3 separate regions of the Mus musculus genome follow, and all the other regions are linked to region 1. A link is a contact called in public Hi-C and HiChIP or PLAC-seq data. All regions are on one chromosome and are shown on one strand. The core of a region is the stretch at or near the end of the contact, and the rest is flanking DNA. Distances in the headings are between cores, read along the strand shown. Region 1 holds the start of Pxdc1 (PX domain containing 1). Region 2 has its middle 16 kb from the start of Gm36839. Region 3 has its middle 53 kb from the start of Slc22a23.

The links. Hi-C and Micro-C count contacts between places; a contact is called where the count stands out from the background. HiChIP or PLAC-seq counts read pairs in DNA pulled down with a chosen protein or histone mark.
Region 2: a contact with region 1 is called in a Hi-C map of cortical neurons, with 5 times the contacts expected there. The contact joins the enhancer-like site here to the promoter of Pxdc1 in region 1. A contact is called at or near these places in 24 of 39 promoter capture datasets (the 3T3-L1 cell line, 3T3-L1-derived adipocytes, the C10 cell line and 15 more), 9 of 15 datasets of contacts at CTCF or cohesin (the G1E-ER4 cell line, the NIH/3T3 cell line, embryonic stem cells and 5 more), 302 of 484 Hi-C or Micro-C datasets (the 3T3-L1 cell line, 3T3-L1-derived adipocytes, the 4T1 cell line and 153 more), 52 of 115 datasets of contacts at active chromatin or transcription factors (the NIH/3T3 cell line, PVALB interneurons, SST interneurons and 35 more) and 6 of 9 other capture datasets (adipose tissue, embryonic stem cells, embryonic tail and 3 more).
Region 3: a contact with region 1 is called in a FOXA1 HiChIP or PLAC-seq map of pancreatic cancer cells. The contact joins the enhancer-like site here to the promoter of Pxdc1 in region 1. A contact is called at or near these places in 3 of 39 promoter capture datasets (the HPC-7 cell line, embryonic stem cells and liver), 1 of 115 datasets of contacts at active chromatin or transcription factors (pancreatic cancer cells) and 2 of 9 other capture datasets (liver and pancreatic islet).

Annotation. Positions count from the first base shown.
Region 1 is chr13:34,651,099-34,654,959 of GRCm38.p6, forward strand. Pxdc1 (PX domain containing 1) reads right to left here and starts at 1,583. Exons shown (of 5, transcript NM_025831.3): 1 at 1,082-1,583. The coding sequence starts at 1,337. It overlaps Gm15908 (predicted gene 15908), which reads left to right and starts at 1,825. Exons shown (of 4, transcript NR_105041.1): 1 at 1,825-2,130.
Region 2 is chr13:34,857,192-34,861,015 of GRCm38.p6, forward strand. No RefSeq gene overlaps it. Among named protein-coding and RNA genes, the nearest start is that of Gm36839, 16 kb to the right of the region's middle. Within about 2 kb of position 2,445, at least 12 of the 459 cell types and tissues checked have an H3K27ac peak or open chromatin away from gene starts, as enhancers often do. A contact at or near this core is called in B cells, VIP interneurons, cortical neurons and 2 more, where this site is marked.
Region 3 is chr13:34,396,608-34,400,017 of GRCm38.p6, forward strand. No RefSeq gene overlaps it. Among named protein-coding and RNA genes, the nearest start is that of Slc22a23, 53 kb to the left of the region's middle. Within about 2 kb of position 1,659, at least 68 of the 459 cell types and tissues checked have an H3K27ac peak or open chromatin away from gene starts, as enhancers often do. A contact at or near this core is called in the HPC-7 cell line, liver and pancreatic cancer cells, where this site is marked.

The DNA.
Region 1 (3,861 bases), core at 333-2,832:
TATCCACATAAGCCACACATTGGTGGAACCTATCACCAGAGGGAAACGGAGGTTATCTCAAGACCTTAGCCAGACAGGCGGCCAAGGAAATGCGTACTGGCTAACCTTGAGTAACTTTGCCCCAAGCTGTCACAGGATGACTGCTTTGAGGACTTGGGTCCAAGGGTCTCAGAGCCCCGGGAGGCCACGTACTGGGGGGAAGTCTGCTCAGAAGCTATATTGATCCCTCCTGCCCTACCGCTTACCCGGCTCTTTGCCTCACATTTTATTCTTCCCCCCTCCCCCGTCTCTATCAAGGTCTCTCTCCAGTTTCCTCCACTCTTCCAGTCCTTTTGCTGTCCTTAGGAAGCAAAGGGGAAGCCACTGCTGTTTGAGAAAAACAACAGTCACAGCCAACCAGGACCGTCACACGGCCTGAGAGGAGGCGGCCATGGCTAATCAAATCCGAATGCGGACCCGGCTCAGGGGTGGGGACCCTGGGTTGGCCGGACAGATCCAGGCGGGGCGGCCTCCTCCTAGGAGAGGTGGAAAAGATTGCTGCGTGGCACCTCGCTTTCAGGCTCAGCTGTCCCCGGGGCAGAATACAGATGGGGCCTCTACTGGGCAGGACCTGAGCAGCGATCATACCTGCTGCGATCACCCCAGTTTCGATACTCTATAACGGTCTCTACCCTTTCCAGCAAACCCATTCCAGCCTCTACTGGTTCTCCACAGCAGCTGGGACCCAGTAGCTGTCAGCTCTGGATGTCGCCTCCGCTTCTTCACTAGAGGCTCGTTCTTTGGGACAGTCAGGCGAGAGTCCTGCTGACCTTGTCCCTTTCCCCAGCCATCTCATTTATCCTCCAAGAGTGTGCGCCCCAGACTCCGTGCCGGTTCCCAGCCCTTTCTGAACGACCATTCAGGAAAGCCGGGGTCTAGGATGTCCTCCGTCAGGTGCCGAATAGTAGAGTTTTAAGTAACTCTTCCCGCGGACTTCATCGCACTTGGATGAGCTCCTCACTAAGTTCCTCCCCCACAAAGCCCCTCCCGAAAACCGCATCTCCCCGCATCCCCCGGTGCCCCCAGTCCCGCAGCCCCGCACCTTGCCGCAGCGGCGTGCGCGCCAGCTCAGACCGGTCCTCGGGGAAGGCATCGCGGAGGCGCTTGCACAGGCGGCCCAGGTCGGCGAAGCTGCGGTGCAGGTAGAGCACGCTGCGGTCCGACCACTCGGTGCGGATTTCGAAGAACTCCTCCTCATCGCCGCGCCTGCTGACGATGAGCCTGCGGATCCCGTTCACCCAGCAACCGCGCACGAACATGTTCACGAGCGACGTGCCCTCAAACACCGCCGAGGCCATGCCGCGGGCGGCGCATGCCCCTGCCGCCGGGGGCGCCCTCGGCCCCCGCCTGGGGTCCGCCTGGGCAGAGTGAGTCCTGGCAGGGGCGATCAGGGGTTCTCCGTGGGACGCGCTCGATTCCCGCAACGGCGGTTAAGAGTCCCCGTGGGGGAGAAGTTGGTGCCCCGCGAATACGCCGCAGCTCTGCGCTCACTCTGGGGCGGCTACGTGTGGCCCGCGCGCTCAGGGCGGCGCCGCCAGGAGTCTGTGGGACTGAACGGGCTGCGGCTTTATAAGGCACTTCCCATCGCGGGCGGCGACGTCGAGTCCCGGCTGCGGCGCCTCCCTCCTGCCTCCCGCTGACCCGCCGCGGGCGGTCCCGGCCCAGAGCTGCACGCAAATCGCCTCCTCCCTGGTCTGCCAACTGCTAGGCGAGGCTGGTCCTGCGCTCTCCCCGCGCGCAAGGCGACTTTCTCCTCGTTCCCACTCTGGATCCTCGGGATTCTCCAGCCCCGAGTTGAGCACTCTGCCAGGCCCACACGGGGGTGGGATCGACACGTCGCTGGAGTCCAGAGTCCCGGGGCGGCGCCGCATGGGGCGGGGACGCGGGCTCAGACCAAGCGGGAATCCGGGCAGAGGGACTGGTGCTGGTCCCCGCGCCGCCCTTGACTCGCCTGGTCTGGGCCGGGACTCGGGCTGACCCGCCCCGTGTCCCATCGGTTACCGGCGACTCCGCCCCGGGTCCTCCCGCGCATTCCGGTCGTGCCTTAGCTTGACGGAGGCCCGGGACGAGGCGGGACAGACAGACCAGAAGGCAAGACCGTGTGGTTCTTAGAAGAGGATCCCCAGGAGGGTTGTCCGCCAAAAGAATATGGGACAGAATTGTAGGAGACCGGGGTCTCCCCGGAGAGAGCAACTCAGGAGGAGCTTAGGAAGTCCCCCTTGGCAGAACGACCCACAGAGAAGGAATGTACCGCATGGCTCCCAATTGAAAAACAGTGTCTAGCATTAAGAATTGTAGCTTGGTTCCAGACATTCTTCTACCTACAACCTGGGAGAAAGACTATGCTTTTTATACGCTTCTAAATAGTCAGTGAACAAAGACGTTAGGCAACAGGTATTCCTTCTCTGGACCTCACTGACCCTGATTTCCGTTGACCGGTCATCCCCGGCAGGGGGCGGGTACTTAGATCGCTCGTGTCACTGCAGAAATCAGTCCTCCTATTTACCAAAAAGTTCTGCTCAGGCACGCCTATGCCAATCCCCACTACTGCCTGGAGCCATGTCCCTTCTGAAGCTGTCTCCTATCACAGCATCATCCCCAGGACCCCCCAGAAATACACTTTTTTAAGCACCCCATCTTTAGGGTAGAGTTTGCTGGGTGGGAACAACCAAGTCTCCAGTTCAGTTCGCTGCTGCTCGAGTGGCCTAGCTCTGTGAGGCTAGCCACCACTTTGAGTCTGTCATTCCTGGGCGCTGAAGAAAGTGTTTTCTTATTAATAGAAGTTGCTTCAAGAGATCTGGAAGTAAAACGAGATGGCAGAGTAAAAGCAGTCACTGTTGGGAAGTCACTGGTTAGAACACGCTATCTTTTATGCCGCTTAGATCATTCATTAATCACTTTTCTATACAGCCTAGAAACTTCATTTTACTACTTTAAAAAAAAAAGATGATAGGGGTCTGGAGTGCCTCACGTATGTAATTCAAGTAGCCCAGGCAGGGACAGGAAGACCTTTTAAAGCTGGAGGCCAACCTGGGATACCACAGTGCTTTCCAGGTTAACACACACACACACACACACACACACACACACACACCTCAGAACAAGAATAAACACCAAGTCCCTATTCTCTGTGATATAAGATCTCACTTTGTAGCCCAGGCTGACTCAAACCACTGATCCTTCTGCCTTAGTCTCTGGAGTGCTGAGTTTGGAGGCATGTGCCACTCTGAAATGGTCTTTGAATCATCTTTTTTTCATATCTTAAATTTTCCCACTTGATGAATAAGTAGAATAATTTCTGGAATATGTGCATTCCCCGAAACATTTGAGACCTAAACTTTGAAAATTGGATGAACTTGACAGGAGCAAAAGTGTTTGCTTCTAAGGGAAGTGTGGACTTTTAGATATTGATAATGATGTTTCCATTGAAACAAGCCCTTGGTAGGCAGCTAGCAGGACTTGGATAAAACTAAAAATATGTATAACTTATGGCCCAATAATTCCTCCAGGGAGTGTGTTTCCCAATTCTAGAAAGTACTAGTACGTGTGCATGCTAAGAGACGTGTGGTTACTGTTTGCCAGTGCATAGATGCTCATACAGAGGGGAGTGGGTAAACTCCTGGCATGTAAGCACAGAGCTCAACCATATGGCTGCAAACATGAATTAATTCCAGCTCTGACTGCTGAAGTATGACCTACCTGCCAAGATGTGCCCATCAGTACAATAGTGGTTTCCTGGGTAGTAGAGCATGTGAGGCCTGCACTACTGTTGGGATTTCATGACTGGTATAGAAACCTGGTCAAAAGCCCATTACTGGGGAG
Region 2 (3,824 bases), core at 1,195-3,694, 210 kb after region 1:
TTAGTCTGCCAGTAGCACTAGCTAGCCAACCTTTGTTTGCTTTTGAATGAAGTGATCCAGAGTGTGGATTTAACGGACAACTCACAGGGACTAGGCTGCCAGAGGGATTCAAGATCTTGTCCACCATCTTCAACAAGGCACTGCATGAAGTCTTGGGTGAGTACACTAACACTAACCCTAACCCTCACCCAAATATCTCTTTTACAGTATGTTGATGACCTCCTTATAGCAGCTCCTGATGAAGACACTTGCCGTTTGACAATTGAGGCCTTGCTCAGAGAACTAGACCAGATAGGATTTTGGGTGTCTGTGAAGAAGGCATAGCTCTGCCAAAGGGAGGCAACATACCTTAGGTACATACTCAAGGGGGCCAACACCTGCTATCCCAGGCCAGAAAATAGACAATCCTCAGTATCCCTGTCCCCACGACCTGGCATCAAATTTGTGAGTTCTTGGGCTTAGCAGCATTTTTTAGACTCTGGGTACCAGGATTCATGGAAATTGTGAAACCCTTCTATGAGGCCACCAGGGGGCAGGAGAATACTTTGAACTGGACTCCTGAGATGGACAAAGCTTTTCACAAACTTGCCCTGCCTGACATTCATAAGTCCTTCCACGTGTATGTAGAGAACAAAGGCATAGCCAAAGGGGGGTATTGACTCAGACTGTGGGCCCTTGGAAAAGATGGGGAAAGGGGAAGGCATGGAGACAAGCATTTCCACAGCTGTGAGAGAGTGTGGCTACAATTCTCCACCTCTGCGTGTCTTTGTAGACTAGGAAGTGGAGACCAGATAGAGAGCAGGACCAAGCTGCAAACCTCCAGGGCCATCCCCAGTGGCCTACTTTCTCTAGTGAGGCTCCATTTCCTACATGTCCCAAACTTCCCAAAACATCCCCACCAGCTGGCGATCAAGTATTCAACTATAGGAAACTTTGGGGGACATTTTACACCCAAATTGTGAAGACTGTAACAATTTTCATGCTGTATCTTTAAGGTCTCCAATGAAATCTAAAATTGTGTCTCTGTGACAGAAAGATCTCTTGTCTTTGTATGTCAGTTAAAGCTTGCTTATTATCACAGTAGCCATAAGAAAAGAAAAGAAAAAAAAAACATGTGGACTTTCTGCTCTGTATATGCTCTAGTATGAAAATGTGATATTGTGTCCTTGGACTAGTAGAAAGGACAGGTATTTAGAAGGAAAGTTATGTGTAGATATTTGGACTTCAAAAATATTTACCCTCGCGATTCACTGGCTGCGTTTATGATTCTACAGTGTTGACAGCAGCAGCTTGCTAGTCATTTGTCATATTGATCCTTTCGGGAACATAAGATCCTTAATTAGGATCCTTTGAAAAGTATAATAGCATCATTTTAATTAGGCATGAATTTCACTTCAACAAACTCAGCAAGGAAAAACATTTTTTAAATGAAAAGACCAGTGAGAATTTTATGAGCCAATGAATAGGATCTTTCAGTTTCATAGATGCAGACAGCCCCAATCTTAAAACTCTTGATACATTAGGAAAAACTAGTTCTATGCAACATGACCTAATTCATTTTTTTAGTTAACTAATTTATTTACTTTATACCACCATCACAGTTTGCCCTCCTGCCTCTCCTCCCAGTTCATTGGGGGAATGGACCATATTCCCTCAAAGCATAAGCCAAGGTTGGGCATAAAGGTGCATGCCTTTAATTCCAACACTCAGGAGTCTGAGGCAGGTCGCTCTGTGCATTCCAGGCAGCCAGGGCTACACAGATGCCATTTTTCTCCTACTTATTATTGCTTTGAGAAATAGATAGATAGATAGATAGATAGATAGATAGATAGATAGATAGATAGATATCTCTAAAGCTAATTTTTAAAAATTATTTCTTTGGTCACTCCTTTCCATGCAAATATTTGTTATCTCTTACTTGTATATATACTTTGACATTAATTCATGAGTTTTAGTGGTTCATCCAAGTAAAAGTGTACACGCTTATTTTAACAGTCTAACATGAAACTTTACATTTAAAATACTGAACACTATTTTTAAACACAATATAGTTCTTCTGAATACACAATTCTCCACACATTTATGTTTGCTGCCTGGAGCTATAATTTATTTCTGTCCCCCAAACAATCTCTCCCTTCATATTCCATACCTCTAAATCCATTCTACATGAGTTCAGGTTATTTATATAATATAGACCATTCCCTGTTTAATTTGCCAATCTAAGCCTTGCTTCATTTCAAAGAAACATTGGAGGGAATAAACTCGTGGAAATAGAACTTGGCCCAAAATTTCATGTGTGGGCCGATAGAAAGACATCTGTGTGGTGATTTGGGAACTGGGGCATTCCACTAGCTCTTGTTTTTCAAGGGTGAAGGAAGGGAAAAGTGTAACCATGGAAATGCTCCCTCCCAAAACACAGATCTTAAACAGATCTCCAAAGCCTAGAAAACACAGGAAACCAGATCCTACCTTCTGACCGAGAACACAGCGTCACCATGACAAAGAGTTGCTGGCAGGGATTCCTTTCCAAAACCGGAAAGAAACATCCCACTAAGACACAGCCTTTTTCTTTGGTGCAGGCAAGATTCTTTAATTCTATTAAATTAAATGTTTGTACTCAGAAATCCACCTGCCTCTGCCTCCCAAGTGCTGGGATCAAAGGCATGCGCCACTGCCGCCACCACCACGGTGCGTTTCTGAGTTCAAGGCCAGCCTGGTCTACAGAGTGAGTTCCAGGACAGCCAAGGATACACAGAGAAACCCTGTCTTGAAACGACACCCCCCCCCCCCAAAAAAAAAAACAAAGTTTGTTAACAACTGTGGAAACAAATCAAATGCCTAAAGTTTTCTTTTAAAATTATTACTATTACCATTATTATTGGGGGGGGGGGGTGGAGGAACATTCCTGCCATGGCACATGTAAAGAAGTCAGAGTTAACTCTCAGGAGTTGATTCTTCCCTTCTACTGTGGGATCTGGTGATAAAACTCAAGCCATCAGGCTTATGAGGCAAGCCCCTTTATCTGCTGAGGCATCTTGTTGGCCCTAAAATGTTCATAAGGAGAATTATTCCGTGTGTAGATTCAGTCTCTGTCTGTTGGATACATTTAAGTCCTAAATTAAGGGTTTAATGTAAATATGTCTTATGGTTGAAACAGGGGTAGCACTACAGTGGACATAAATCTTTTTTGGTTTAAATATAACTGAAAACAATTAATATTTGGATAAATCCACTTTAAAAAACTAAAGCTTCTTTTGTCAAAGAAGCTAAATTATGGGCTCACAATGCTGAGATTAATAAAACAAATATTTATTATATGTCTATCATGCTGAATACTGTCAGATGTTAGGGAAACAGCTGCCAACAAAAATCCCTGATGTTTTACCACTCATATCTAATTTGGTGGCCAATGATTAAAATAAAATAGAATTTCACAGGTTAGAATTCCTTCTAGGCACTGCCCCACAGTTACTTGACAACAGCCAGGTAGTCCTGGCTTATTATAAAAGGGGCTGTTTGCCCCTTCCTTGCCCTCTTATTCAATCTGACCTCTTCTCACTCACCCCTGTCTCACTACATGTTCCTGGCCAGCCTCTCCTCTCCCCTATCTCTACTATCTTCCCACACACTAAATAAACTCTATTCCATACTATATCCATCATATGGCTGATACCTCAGGGGAAAGGGATGCCTCAGCTGGGCTTGCTGGGCCACTCCTCCCACCTCACCATACCCAACTCTCTGTGAAACATATCCTGGCCTCCTCTTTTTTTCTTTTTTCTCTTTTCTTTTTCCCTTTTTTTTTCTTCTCTCTCTCTCTCTCT
Region 3 (3,410 bases), core at 409-2,908, 250 kb before region 1:
TCAGACTAACTGAGAAGGACACAGCAACACATTATACAAATCAGGGTATTTCTCCAAGAAATGCTAGTACTTCAGGCTCCTTGGGATATACTAGAAGATCTTTCGGGGGGGGGGGGGATCATTATTTTTAAGGGTAATGACAGGTTGAGGACCTACTATAGACTAAAGCTTGGAAGGAAACTTACATACAGTTGGATTCTATTTCAAGGAAGAAATATCCATAATGGATGTTAGTGAAACAATAGATGAAAATTGAATTTGTATTGTGAGTTAGACCTTACTATTATGTCCATTTAATTTACCTGAACTTGGTCCTTGTAGTATGGTTAGAGAGAGACTATCTTGTCTTACAAAATCCGTGCTGAAAATTTTGGGAGTAAGTCACATAATGTTTGCTATGAGTTCTTAAATTGTCCAGAAAAAATAACATGTGTGCACTGAGAGAGAAATGGTTAAAGTAAAGGAAGCAACTCATTAATAATTGATAATCTGAGGAAATGGTAGAGTGGGTTAAAGTGCTTGCTGCATAATCGTGAAGGTCCGAGTTTGGATCCTCGGTGCCTATACAAATGCTGATATGTGTGTATGTGTGTGTGTGTGTGTGTGTGTGTGTGTGTGTGTGTGTGTGTGGTCTGCCTGTAATCCAAGTAGACCAAGCTGGCCCTAGATTGATGGGCTCTGAATTCAAACAAGAGACCTTGCTTCAATATACAAAGTAGAGAGTAAGCAAAGAAGAAACCCAACATCAGTATCGGGACTCCATATCGATGTATGCACATGCACTCATACACATAGTGCACATTCAAACACACATGCATAATGCACACTTACCACATACAAAACATATGCAAAAAATTAAGGTGGAGAACAATATAGGAGTACACCTGACATTAACCTTTGTCCTTCAGGAATGCACACATGCACATATGTAATCACACATGCATGCATGCACATGTACAATCACACACATGCATACACATAAGTAGAATTGGTAATCTGTGTGAGGACTATTGAGATTTTTGCAATTTTGGTAAACTTAACACTATTCAAAGGGAAGGAAGATGAATGAATGTTCAAGTGAGTAGATTGTGCTAAGAAAAAATGTTTAAAAGAGTAAACTTGCTTTTTGTCAATTCAAATTTGATTTTGACTTTTAACATATTGTTCAGAAATAATCAATTCAGGCCAATAAACCTTATTTTTAACCCCCTTAATTAATCTTTGCTGCTTTGATTAAAATTCACATATATGAGTGTATATCCTCCTCCACCACCACTCTGTCTCTGCCTCCAGCAACTTCTATCTGCAGCAAGACAGCTCATCTCTCTTGGGTACCTGTCATGCACCAAACAAAGATCCAGGAAGCATGTGACAGAGCAGAGCTTGCTCCTGAGAGATCGGTGATCAGTAAAATGATATTTGATCTCAGAATTCAAAGTCATTTATGAAATCCCCTCAACACTTCTTTGGGGATGTGTGTGTCCCGGAACGATAACATTAATATCCATTGCTGCTACCATAAACAGATGCTCAGAGTGTACCAGGCTGATATTGTGTGACTCACATGCTTGAATTGTTTACTCAGACAACTTTGTATGCTCTTCATCTGACAAGCAGGAAGTGAGTAAACCATTCCCTGGCAAGCAGGAGGCATGCCTCTTTGTATGCTCTGCCAGGTTCCTACTGTGCAGAATGAACACTCTGGGCCATGAGGTAGAAATCAGGCTCCTAAGCTACAAAGTTGTGAGAAACTTCCACGGTCCTAGGGTTGGACTGCTCGTTGCCTTAGAATGCATAGACCAGTGATCCAGAGAACTGGTGTTCAAGTTGCAAGGCACTCCATCTCTAAGAGCCTGGAGAAGGGCTTTCTTCCCAAAGAGTGCCTGCTCCAGGAAAGGATTCGCAAACAAAACCTGGGCAAGCAGAGGAAGCCACAGGAACCACGACAAAAGGAAACAGATGCTGGCCCCAAACAAAGAGAAACTCGAAGAGGTGGGGACAGTAAGGCTCAGCAGGAAGTTAACGGAGCTGCCCCGGGTGATCCTGACCCCAGAGGCTGAGAGGAAGGGCTTCTACTTGGGACAGTCATTCATACTAGTGATGAATGGGACCCTGAGTTCTTGCCCTTCTACTGTGGGTCCCCTACCCTCTCGAGTGCATGGCATGAAAAAGGGAGAGAAGGAAGAGAGTGAGAGACAGAGAGAAAGGGAGAGAGAGACAAGAGAAAGACACACACACACACACACACACACACACACACACACACAGAGAGAGAGAGAGAGAGAGAGAGAGAGAGAGAGAATTAAAGTTCACCTTATTAATTAATGAATCAAAGATTTTTCTAGGTTATTAAGCCCCACTTCTTGGCAGGGACACATAAAGAAATGGCTCATCTGGGCTGTGGTTGTTCAAGTACCACTCAGCATGATTCAGCAATATAGTTGGTGCTTCACCCAGCTTCTGGTATCTGCCTCTTCTTGTTTCTGTGCCTCCCGTGGTTATTGTTAACACAAAAGCGGCCTCAAAGGGAATAAGAGATAAAAATGTATTCTGGAGTTAAATAAGAGCGGCCATGGCTCAGGAACACAGAATTTTCCCCAAGTACCATAAACTTTTTATTAGTTGCAGAATAGAGAAACTCATAAATCATGGTGTTTACCAAATACCTCTGTGGGGGCCGCAGGTAAGCGGGTTGCTGCAAACAGCAAAAGCTGCCCTGTGCATTTGAGATGGTAAATAATGGTATTCCTAGTAACTCTCCAATTTTGAACTTTGGTCATTTGGCCATGGACACTCTTTCACACAGGTGCAGCCCATATCTCTTCCATTCGGTAACTTCAGCTCACAGCATAAATGATTCGTTTCCTCTGAAACTCACATATGATGCTACAATTTCAATTCAGCGGCATCGGGGAGTTGTAGAATATTTACGGGGCCCTGAGACGTAGCCTTTACAGGTAGATCATTGTTTTCCCTGAGAGACTGGGCTAATTTTCTTAAGGCTGGCTTAGTTACTTCAAGAACAGATTGTTACGAAGTGAGTCAAGCACTTCTGTTACCATGACACATGGATGCTTCTCCTCATTCGACAACTACACTCCTTTCTTTCCACCATGAGGTGAATGAGCACATTGTCCTTGCCAGGTGCAGCCATTCCGTCTTAAAACTTCCAGCCTCCAATCTGCTGTAGCTGAGCTAACCCAAGAGAAGGAGACCAGGACAGGCTCTTTATGAATTGGAAGGCTTTCTCGAGTCACACAAACCCACCCAGGGCACACAGTCCTGTGACAAGTCTAGAGGCAGCCCTGAGCTAAGTGAACAGGGGATTATAAAGGTAAAAAACACAAGTTCAGTACCTCCCGTTGACATAGCTGTGATGGCTGTTAGCAAGCATGACAGGATGCGAACTT